Linked DNA regions of Mus musculus: region 1 is linked to region 2. The links are chromatin contacts, called in public promoter capture Hi-C maps. All regions are on one chromosome and are shown on one strand. Each heading gives the region's core, a stretch centred on a gene start, on an enhancer-like site or on the middle of the called end of the contact. The rest is flanking DNA. Distances are from core to core; before and after follow the strand shown. Region 1 holds the start of Arhgef3 (Rho guanine nucleotide exchange factor (GEF) 3). Region 2 holds the start of Zcchc24 (zinc finger, CCHC domain containing 24).

The links. Promoter capture Hi-C pulls out the DNA fragments that hold promoters and counts their contacts.
Region 1: a contact with region 2 is called in a promoter capture Hi-C map of pre-B cells, with 3 times the contacts expected there. The contact joins the promoter of Arhgef3 here to the promoter of Zcchc24 in region 2. A contact is called at or near these places in 2 of 39 promoter capture datasets (liver and pre-B cells).

What each region holds. Positions count from the first base shown.
Region 1 is chr14:27,334,526-27,339,152 of GRCm38.p6, forward strand. Arhgef3 (Rho guanine nucleotide exchange factor (GEF) 3) reads left to right here and starts at 1,512. Exons shown (of 10, transcript NM_001289687.1): 1 at 1,512-1,744. The coding sequence starts at 1,652.
Region 2 is chr14:25,767,411-25,772,009 of GRCm38.p6, forward strand. Zcchc24 (zinc finger, CCHC domain containing 24) reads right to left here and starts at 1,662. Exons shown (of 4, transcript NM_001101433.2): 1 at 1,201-1,662. The coding sequence starts at 1,446.

The sequences.
Region 1 (4,627 bases), core at 262-2,761, 1.6 Mb after region 2:
CTCTCTGTAACAACACCCTCCGTATGCAGACCTTTCACGGGAGGAGAGAAAGATACTATAGCAAAGTTTAAGAAATGTTATTTGGAGGAAATGATAACTTAAAAAAAATGAATCTTTTTTTCCCAGGGTGATGTGAATATATTTTTCTTTTAAGATGTTGAAAATTGTTACTGTAACTGTAAAGCCTCTTTGTCCACTATTACTAACCTTTTCTATCCCAGATGTTTCTCCTCTGCCACCAGGGAGAGTGTAAGCTTGTCTCAGATTCTTCTAGACATTCAATGTTGTTGACCTCCAAGTATATCTTTATAGAGAATATCAAAAAAAAAAAAAAAAAGAAAAGAAAAGAAAAAAGAGAGAAAGAGAGAAAAAAGAAAGAAAGAACAAAAGAAAAGGACAGAAAAGAAAAGAAAAGAAAGAAAAACTCTTTTGTAGCTGTGTTTTGAACACAAACTGTGTACTGCTTTGTTCCGAATTGTTACACATTGGATACTAGGAATCGAACTCACAGCCTCACACTTGATAACTATTCTCCCAAAGCCCGGCATTCCCAGCCTTTTGCAATTATTTTCCAACTGAGGCCAACATAAAGGAACTCTTTCAGTTTCACACCCATAGACCCTTCTCCTCTCTGATCTCTATGGGGTGGTGTTCTATAATTAGAAAAGCTTACTTAAATACTCTTACTAAAGACTGTTACCATTGTTTTTAGGGTTTTGTTTGTTTTGTTTCGTTTTGTTTTTTGTTTGTTGTTGTTGTTGGGGTTTTGTGTGTGTGTGTGTGTGTGTGTGTGTGTGTTTGGTTTTTTTTTATAGGTTGGTCTGGGCTGCAGCAACGATCTTGTAATTACTTCTTGGGCATTTAAAACGTCAGTGTTTCCCCAGAAAAGATCCCCAAAAGCGTGGTCTTCGCTCTAAGCTGGAAACAGACTGAATCAGTCCAGCGTGGGTGTAGGCTGTAGGTGTAGGGGCCTGTGTGGTGGGGGAGGAGAGGGGATGGTTAGAGGGGACTCCGTTCCTTCCGTACTGCGTGGTGGAAAGTATTTGTCTCTCAGCTTTGGAGCTTGGTTTCACGGTGCTTTTTGAACTGCACTTAAAATGGGTGCATTTTACTGTTTGGACTGCTTTTACCTACTAAAGCTTATTTTTAGTAAAATGTATCCAGGACAGCCAGAGATGTAGAGAAACCCTGCACACGCAGGTTTCCTCCCCTAACCCCTCGGAAAGTGAGAGCCTGGCTTGGGACTTGCCCCCTGCTCTATCAGCGTTTGCCTAGGGTCCTGGTTTCCTTGCTACAAGCTATGTAGCGGTCTGGGGTCTGGCAGCTCCACGCAAGCGTCCCCTGAGGTCCCCAAAGTCTGCAGAACCGCCCCAGCCTCAGGAGGCGTCTGTAAGTTCGCACCTGGCGCTCCTTGGAGGGCGGGGTGGGCCTCTCTAGTCCCGCCTACCCGCCCTCCCTCAGTGGGCATGGCTTAAAGCGGCCCCGCCCTTCCCGGTGGAGCTTAGGCGTCAGGTCCACTCTGCAAGAAGCAGCTGTAGGTGTTCGCATCGCCGTCGCCTGCATCGTGGAGCTCGGGCCCTCTTTTACCCGGGATTTTTGTTGTCGCCTGAAATTAGCGGTGACATCTCAAAGGGCAGGCCCGGCAGCCGCCATGGTGGCCAAGGATTACCCCTTCTACCTCACTGTCAAGAGGGCAAACTGCAGCTTGGAGGCGCCCCTGGGCAGCGGGGTGGCCAAGGACGAGGTAGGACGCGCCCTCCACACACCTGCACCTCCGGGCTTCTCTGCCACCTCACCCTGTGTACCGCTCGCTTTCTCTCCGTCTCCCCCACGTGCTGCGCTTCTCCAGATCGCCCCTTCAAGTGTTCCCTCTCACGCCTTCTCTGTGGGTCCTCTATCGCTGCCCTGCTCCCTGAGCTCGGGAACCGCAGATCTTTGATGCTGCTTCTTTCCTTCCGAGCGACTGGCAGACCGAACCCCAGTCTCTGTCTAGAGCCTGCAAAGGCACCTACCTACCCGCTGCCCTGTTAGGAAGGCCCGGGTGTCGAGAGAGAGCCTCGTAAAGCAATGTCTCCCCGTCCCCGGCCGGGGTTAAGAGAGCTAAGTTCTTGGGGACCGGTTCAGACATTTCACCAGACACACTTGGTTTTGTAGCTGTTTGAGAGCAAGGGCGGGACAGGGCACCTTTACTTGTCACAAGTAACCAATAAAGGAGGTTGGGGGAAGGGTGTCGTTCATTTTGGGTCTGAGCTAAATGAGTAATTGAGGCTCTCCTTCATGACTGCTGAAAACGAGCTAAAACGTTGGTGAATGGGAAGCTGACTTGAAATGCTAGAAACAGTTCCCATTCTGGGAACTTGGGCGCGGGGAGAGGGGCAGTGCCCTTGGGTAATCCAGGGAGTCCTCTCAGTTTGGCTTTCTTAGGCTTTCCTCTCCCACCCCCATGTGTCCTGTCTCTGGCAAATTGCTGACTGCCCTTAGAAGTTGGTTAGGTTCAGTTGGGGGAGAAGACGATTCTCATTCTTTTTCAAGGTTTTAGAGAAGACAGTTAATTGTCTTATCAGACTCCAGTTTTGCTGTGGTGGAGTCCGTAGGACCAGCTCATCATGTCGTCTGTCTGTGTCTGTGTCTGTGTGTGTGTGTGTGTGTGTGTGTGTGTGTGTGTGTGTGTGTGTTCGTTCTCCACTTTCCTCTGCCTCACTCTGAGAGACTCGGGGTGGGCAGTGACGCTGGAGGCAGGTGTGTGTCCCGCCTTGTCACAGCACTGTTGATTCCACCTACACAACACATGTAGGTCTGCTTGGTGTGTGCCCTTGACGCTCTGAATTCTGTATAGGTGTGTTTTGGGGGTTGGTAGCATCAGAGATCCATTTCCTCCAACAAGATTGCCTCCCTTCAACAGGACTCCACCAGATTCTGGTTAGATCCTCCTTTTTGTTTGCTGAGCACAAGATAAGCCTCTGGCCTTTCCGTAGCTAGTTGAATATTTGTAGAGTTTGTAGTCTCAGCAGCTGTGGAAGTGTAGTGGGCTCTCATCTGTTTGGTACCGTCATGGAGTTCAGGTTGATAGAGCCTAGAATGGATATGAGTTTTCAGTAGCAATGGGACTGGTGGCTTCTCCAACTCCTGGGAGGAGATAAAGCATACCTGGTTTGGTTAATACATTAAAGTGGGCCAGAGAAGATAAGAGTGAAAATCGCTGGGAATTCTGACCAGGCTTTTTTTTTTTTTTTCATCTTTTTGTCTTGAGTTTTGGGGTCCTGTGGTAAAGGCTTGAGTGAACCTGTCTGCTTATTCCTTCTTCCCTTGTTAGTCATAGTCTGTAGATATATATGTGCTGTAGCATTTCAGGAACAGTTATGCTAATTTTCCTCACTACTAATAGGATCCACAAAATAAAGTATATCTTATTTTCCCTTTGTGGGGATGTAATTATGTAAAAACAAGGATGGGAGGTGAGTGCTTTTGGGGAATATTGGTATTTTTCAGGGATCACCATTGAGTTTTATTAATATAATTGTCTTTACCATAATCAAAGTACACTTTACACAACTTGATGGCTCCGACTTTGTTGGTCAGCTATAAATCACTTCCCAATAATGAAGATAGGCTAGATTGGAAAAAGAAACTTAAGTGGGTTTCAGGGCAAGTTTCATTAGCACAAAAGGCGACTGAACAGAAATATATATTTTCTGCCGGTAGGTGTCGCCAGTATTTATAAATGTCTAACAGCAACAACCAAAAACCACATTCCCTCACTGTCTTAAAAAAAACAAGATTATATAATTGTTTATAAAATAGATATTAAGTCCTGAGAACGTTTCTTTTTCAAGAAACTTTTCTTTTTTTGTAAAAAGAACGATAATAAAAGGAAACCTGTGTGTCTGAAGGCCTTCCTGAGATGACAGGACCTGTTGACCTTCAGGGCGCTTGTGTCGAGCACCTGTGCCTGGCACAATTGTGTGATGGCAGTTCCTCCTGAGCATGTTCGAGGGAAGACCGTGTGTGCAGTGTGGCCGTGGCTGCAGCCAGGTTCTTCTAGCACTCAGTCACCAGCAACTTGATGTTCACTTAACAGAAAGCTCAGCGGGGAACAGGTAACCATGCCATCTACCTGAGGAAAAATGATGAATACATTCTCTTAAAAGCAAATAATAAAATTTCTCTTCAGGGTTTAATTCAAATGCTTCTTTTTAAAATTTTATTGATAGTTTCCAGTGGAAGCAAAAACGATACATGTTTACATTTTTTCTTTAAAATAATCCATTTTAAACTTTAAAAAAATATTCCGCATAGGTTATGATAGTGCATGCCTGATATTTTGTATCAACTAATAAAATAGTGCTGCTTCTTCTGCCATTTCTTACATGGGTTGGATTGCAAATACTGCTCCTAAACCTGGCGTTTCTTATGGGTGTATGCGTTGGACTGCAAATGTTTAGGTGTAATGCCCCTGACTAACTAGCCATAAAATTCTCCAGCTCTCATCATCACTGTGAACTGTGAGGAGCTTTTTACACAGCTTTGGATTTTCACAGAAAATTGTCACGTGATACAAGCAGTTTATTAATGTAACCTTGCTCAGTTTATCTCCATTTTCATTGTCATGAAAACTTTGATCTCTGCT
Region 2 (4,599 bases), core at 412-2,911:
ATTCCATAGGGCAGCAGGGCAGCCTTGGGAGTGCTGGCCTTTCACATGTCTGTGAGTCTTCCCGTAAACCATGGCAGTGTTGAACACATACCTGAGACCAGAAAGGGTGATCTCCTGACGCCACATCTCAACCCCAGCACACTCCAGCATATACAGGCCTCACTCGCAATGACCTCTGGGTCAGAGGTGAAAGTGACCCCGTGTGTGTCCCTCTACCTCCTGCGTCTTTTAGCAGAGGGAAACCACAGGGGGCAAGGGAAAGGCACAGAGGGTATTGGCAATTTCCAAAATGGAGCAAACGGATGTGGGGTGCCATTAGTAGATGGATTCTGGGAAGGCTCTGGATAAGACCCGCAAAGGAGGCTGGGAGGTCACGGCCACCTGTGTATTTATCTAGCTGGTAACATGCACTGTCCAGTAGACTTTGTAACCGAATCCATTGAGCAGGCAGCCTTTGCAACACATCCCAGGTTTTGGGAGAAGGCACTAGGCAGCTGGAGCCCTCCCATCGCCACAGCCTAACCCTCCCCCCCCCGCCCCCCAAGGATTTCCCTTTCATTTCCTTCCAGCCTGGGAAGGCAGGGGACAGAACAGTCTGCTAGGTCAAGCCCTCAGAAACCACTTCCTATGTGCCTGGGGGAGGGCAAGCAGCTGCAGGGTGGATCTAGGGGTTCCCAAGTGGTGGGAACAGGAGAAAAAGCCCCTGGAAGAGCAACTACTTTCCAGGGAGCCCTCCAGGTTAAGAACTATGGAGGTCGGTGGGAGGATTCTTTTAGGCCCTTTCAGAGTTCAGAGCAGGTTCTGCAATCCTCCGTCCCAGAGAATGGCAGCCAGAAAAGTTCATAAGGTTGGGCGAAGGAAAGACTAGGAAGGGGCTCCCCGCCCTAGCCGCACCCCGGCAGTCTGCAGAGAATCCGGAGACACCCTTGAGCCTGCTTACTAGGAGCAGGGCTCCAAACTCGGAGAGGGGGCGGGAGGGCCCTGCCCAGGCCTGAGCTGCTCCGGGAGGCTCTGCCGGGAGGTGACGCGCTCCTGGTGCCCCAGGGACTTCGGGCGGCAAATTTGGCAGAGCTGATCGAAGTCAAGCCAAGCCGAACTGGGCAATGCGGGGCCGGCTTGGGCCATGCCAGGAAGAGCGGAACAGATAGAAGAGGGGCCTGAAACAGTGAGCGCCGGGCTGGCGCGCGCTGGGGCACCCACCTCTCCGCGCTGCAGCTGGAAGACGCTGTTAAGATAACTGGAGTGCAGGGGAGAACCCAGCTGCTCCGGGCGGCCCTTGCCGAAGGCCAGCTCCGGGGGCGCGGCGCCGGCGGGAGGCTCGGGCCGGAAGGCATCGAAGGCACTAGCCTGGTGTGTGTCCTGAAGCGACAGGTAGACCCAGTTGAGTAGCTGGGCTGGCTGGTACACCGAGGCGGCGCTCGTGTCGATGGCAGACAGCAGGCTCATTTTGCCGTGGCGGTGCCGGCCCCTCCCCGGCCGCCCGCTCGCGCCCCCCTCCCGGCGGAGGGGCGGGCACCGGGGAGCCTGTGCCCACTGCCAGCCGCCCCGGCCCCGACGGCTATCCGCCCCGCGTCCCGCGCCCCGCGCGTTGCCCGCAGCCGCCCGCCGCCGCCGCCGCCTCCCCGAACTGCAGCAGTGGGCGCGCACGGGCGGAGGAAAGAGGCAGAGAAAGTTGGGCAGGAAACTTTTGGCCCCGCCCCGCCTGCTGCCAGCCCCGCCTCGCCCGGGGATCCGCTATCTGCCTCTGCGCTGACCCCTCCGGGGACCGCTCCTAGGGTGGGGTCCACAGAGACCCCGCCCCACCCCGGCCAGTTCGGTCCTATCCTCGCTCCCCCATTGGTTGTCTTATTGAATATGAATGTGGGGGAGGGGCAAGACAAGAAAGAAGGCGGGTCCGCACATGTAGCACGCCGCCGACCCCCACACCAGGAGCGGCCCCTCCCGAATTTCCCCCCTCCGCCCCGGGGTCAGCTCAGCTCCCCAGCCTAGGAGCTCAGAATCAATTGGGCCCAAACATTCAGTTGGTTCTACTGTATGCTGGTTCCCATCACTTCCCAGGAGCTCTCTAGTTAATTAGGCGTTTGCAGCTTTTCCTTCTCCCAGTCCCTCCTCTTGCTGTTAGTCCGATTGTGTTTCTGTGACTGTCTCGATGTTCTCTAACGACACTTTAAACGTGTCTCGTTTGAAGCTTCCTTCTGTCTCCCTCGCTTCCCTCAAACACACACACACACACACACACACACACACACACACACACACACTCACACACACACACACACACTCACACACACACACACACACACACACACACACACACACACACTCCTCGCGCTATCACCATAGGACCCTCCCCCTCCCACTTAATTCCTTCCATCTGCAGAATCGTTTTGCGGACAGCCTGCGCTGAGGGGGGCCCCAGGTTCCTGCCCAAGGAAGGGCTCCCCTTCTCCTCCCCCCTTACACCCCCTCCCATCTCTTCCACTTCTCCTGTTTCTACTCCAGGCTGGCTTTTCTCTCCTCTTCTGCTCCCTGGGTCCAGCGTCAGCTCTCCCTAGTGTCTTGAAGGGGTTCCAGGACCCTGGCCTACAAGATCTCGGAAACCCACATTTTCCTGGAGGAGCCCGCATTAGCCAGTGGCTTCCCAGATCCTGAGGCCTTCATTCACCTCACAGTCCCAGAATGGTGTGTGCTGCCCCATATCCTGGGACCCAAGAACCAGGTCCAACCTCTCAGTGCCAACTCAGAGGAACTGACTGCCCTATGGGGACTCAAGTCACCTTCACCTCATTTGGCCCTGAAGCCATTCAGCCTGGTGTTAAAATGCCAGTAAATGGACTTCTGATGAGCCACCTCCCCTCTGCCAACCAGCCTGTGTTCTCTGTACTATGGGAATGATTATATTCATACTGGGTAGCTGTTGAGTGGAAAAATAGATTCAGTAAATAGAAGCTGTTTCAGGAAGGTCCTTTGTCCCCCAACCAGTCACCAAGCCAGGACACCTCAGCACATCTGTAGATGCTTGAATTCAACAGCTTTCAGTGTGACAGAGAGCTAGCCTGTGTCACCAATTGAGAGACCCTTTGATCTCCCTGTTTTGAACCAGTTTGCCTATCAAACAATTGGCAGTTACTAATTCAAATGACAACACGTATGCTAATAAAATCCCAATATGCTTCTTCATTCAAGACTTATCTCTAAGCCAGATGTAGTGAGCTTGATGCTAGCCTGGGCTGTAGTGGGTTGGTCCTGTGCTGTTGTGTATTCAAATGCTAAAATCTGTACCCCAAGTTCTGGTTGCTTCAAGGTGAGCAGATCCTCTTGCATACCATCTTTTGCTGTAAAAACCTTGCCCCCCTGCCCCAAGTGTTGTGAATTTGGTCTGACGCTTGTATTGTGTTAAATGGGTTCCCAAAATTGCAGGAGAATACGCATGTAAAATGTTGAGGGTCCCTGCCCCAAGTTGGTTCTGATTGGAAATTAAAGTTGCCAATGGTTGGGCAGGGAAACAGAGGAGGGACTTTAGGATTTTCGGGCAAGGGGACCAAGGAAGATGATTTAAAACCACCAGGCTGGGAAAAGAGTAAGCCTGAGAGGTATAGAAGAGAGAGCATATCAATCACATAAGAGTGGCTCCAGAGGGGCCCCGCATTGGGTCTAGGGCATCAAAGATGGAATATAGATTTTAGTAAGTAATAACTCAGGAATATCGGAGGAGGCAGGTTTTAGGCACACGGAAGTTTGGGGGTGGCCCAGCCATTGAGCTGTTTGAGGCATATTAAACTATAAGGCTGTGTGTGTGTGTGTGTGTGTGTGTGTGTGTGTGTGTGTGTGTGTGTGTTTCATCCGGGAACCTAGAACACTGGAGCAGGTACTGTGGAATGCCTGCTGCTGATGTGAATTAAACATCTATTACTATCAGTGATTGGTTAATAAAGATGCCTGTAGCCTGTAGCTAGGCAGAAGAGAGGTGGGCGGGGCCTCAGTTCCCAGGCTTGGGGTCTGAAGCAGGGACTATTGAGGGAGAAGGGGAGAGGAGAAAAGGAAGTTCACAAGGGTAAATGGATTGTGAGCCCATGGCCTTGAGGGCCAGCCTGCTGGAGTAGAAGCTGTCCAGGCAGAACAGGACAGGTGTTATCTTGGGGATTATCACAGGGAAGTAGACAAAAATACCACAGAGGGTTGGTATCTGCCCCGCTCTAGTACTTTAAGGCTTATTATAAATATAAAGGTCTTATGTCTTTCGTTTGGGAACTAAATGATCTAAGGTGAGATAGAAACCCCTAAATATTATTTACTATATCGCTGGGCTACATGAAACCCTGTCTCAAACAAGACAGAATACCTCAGCATCTCGAGATTTTGAGCTCCTAAAAATTAGGTTAGGATTTGAAACCACCTTCCTCAGAGTTTATAAAGACAAGCGAGAAGGGCTGGAGAGATAGATGACTCAGCCATTAAGAGCAAGTATTGCTTTTGCAGAGGACCTGAGATTGGTTCCCAGTGCCCTTGTCTGCTGGCTCACAGCCACCAAAACCTCCAACTCCAAGGACTCTGATACCCTCTTCTGGTCTCTTTAGGTGCCCAAACTCAACATGACCA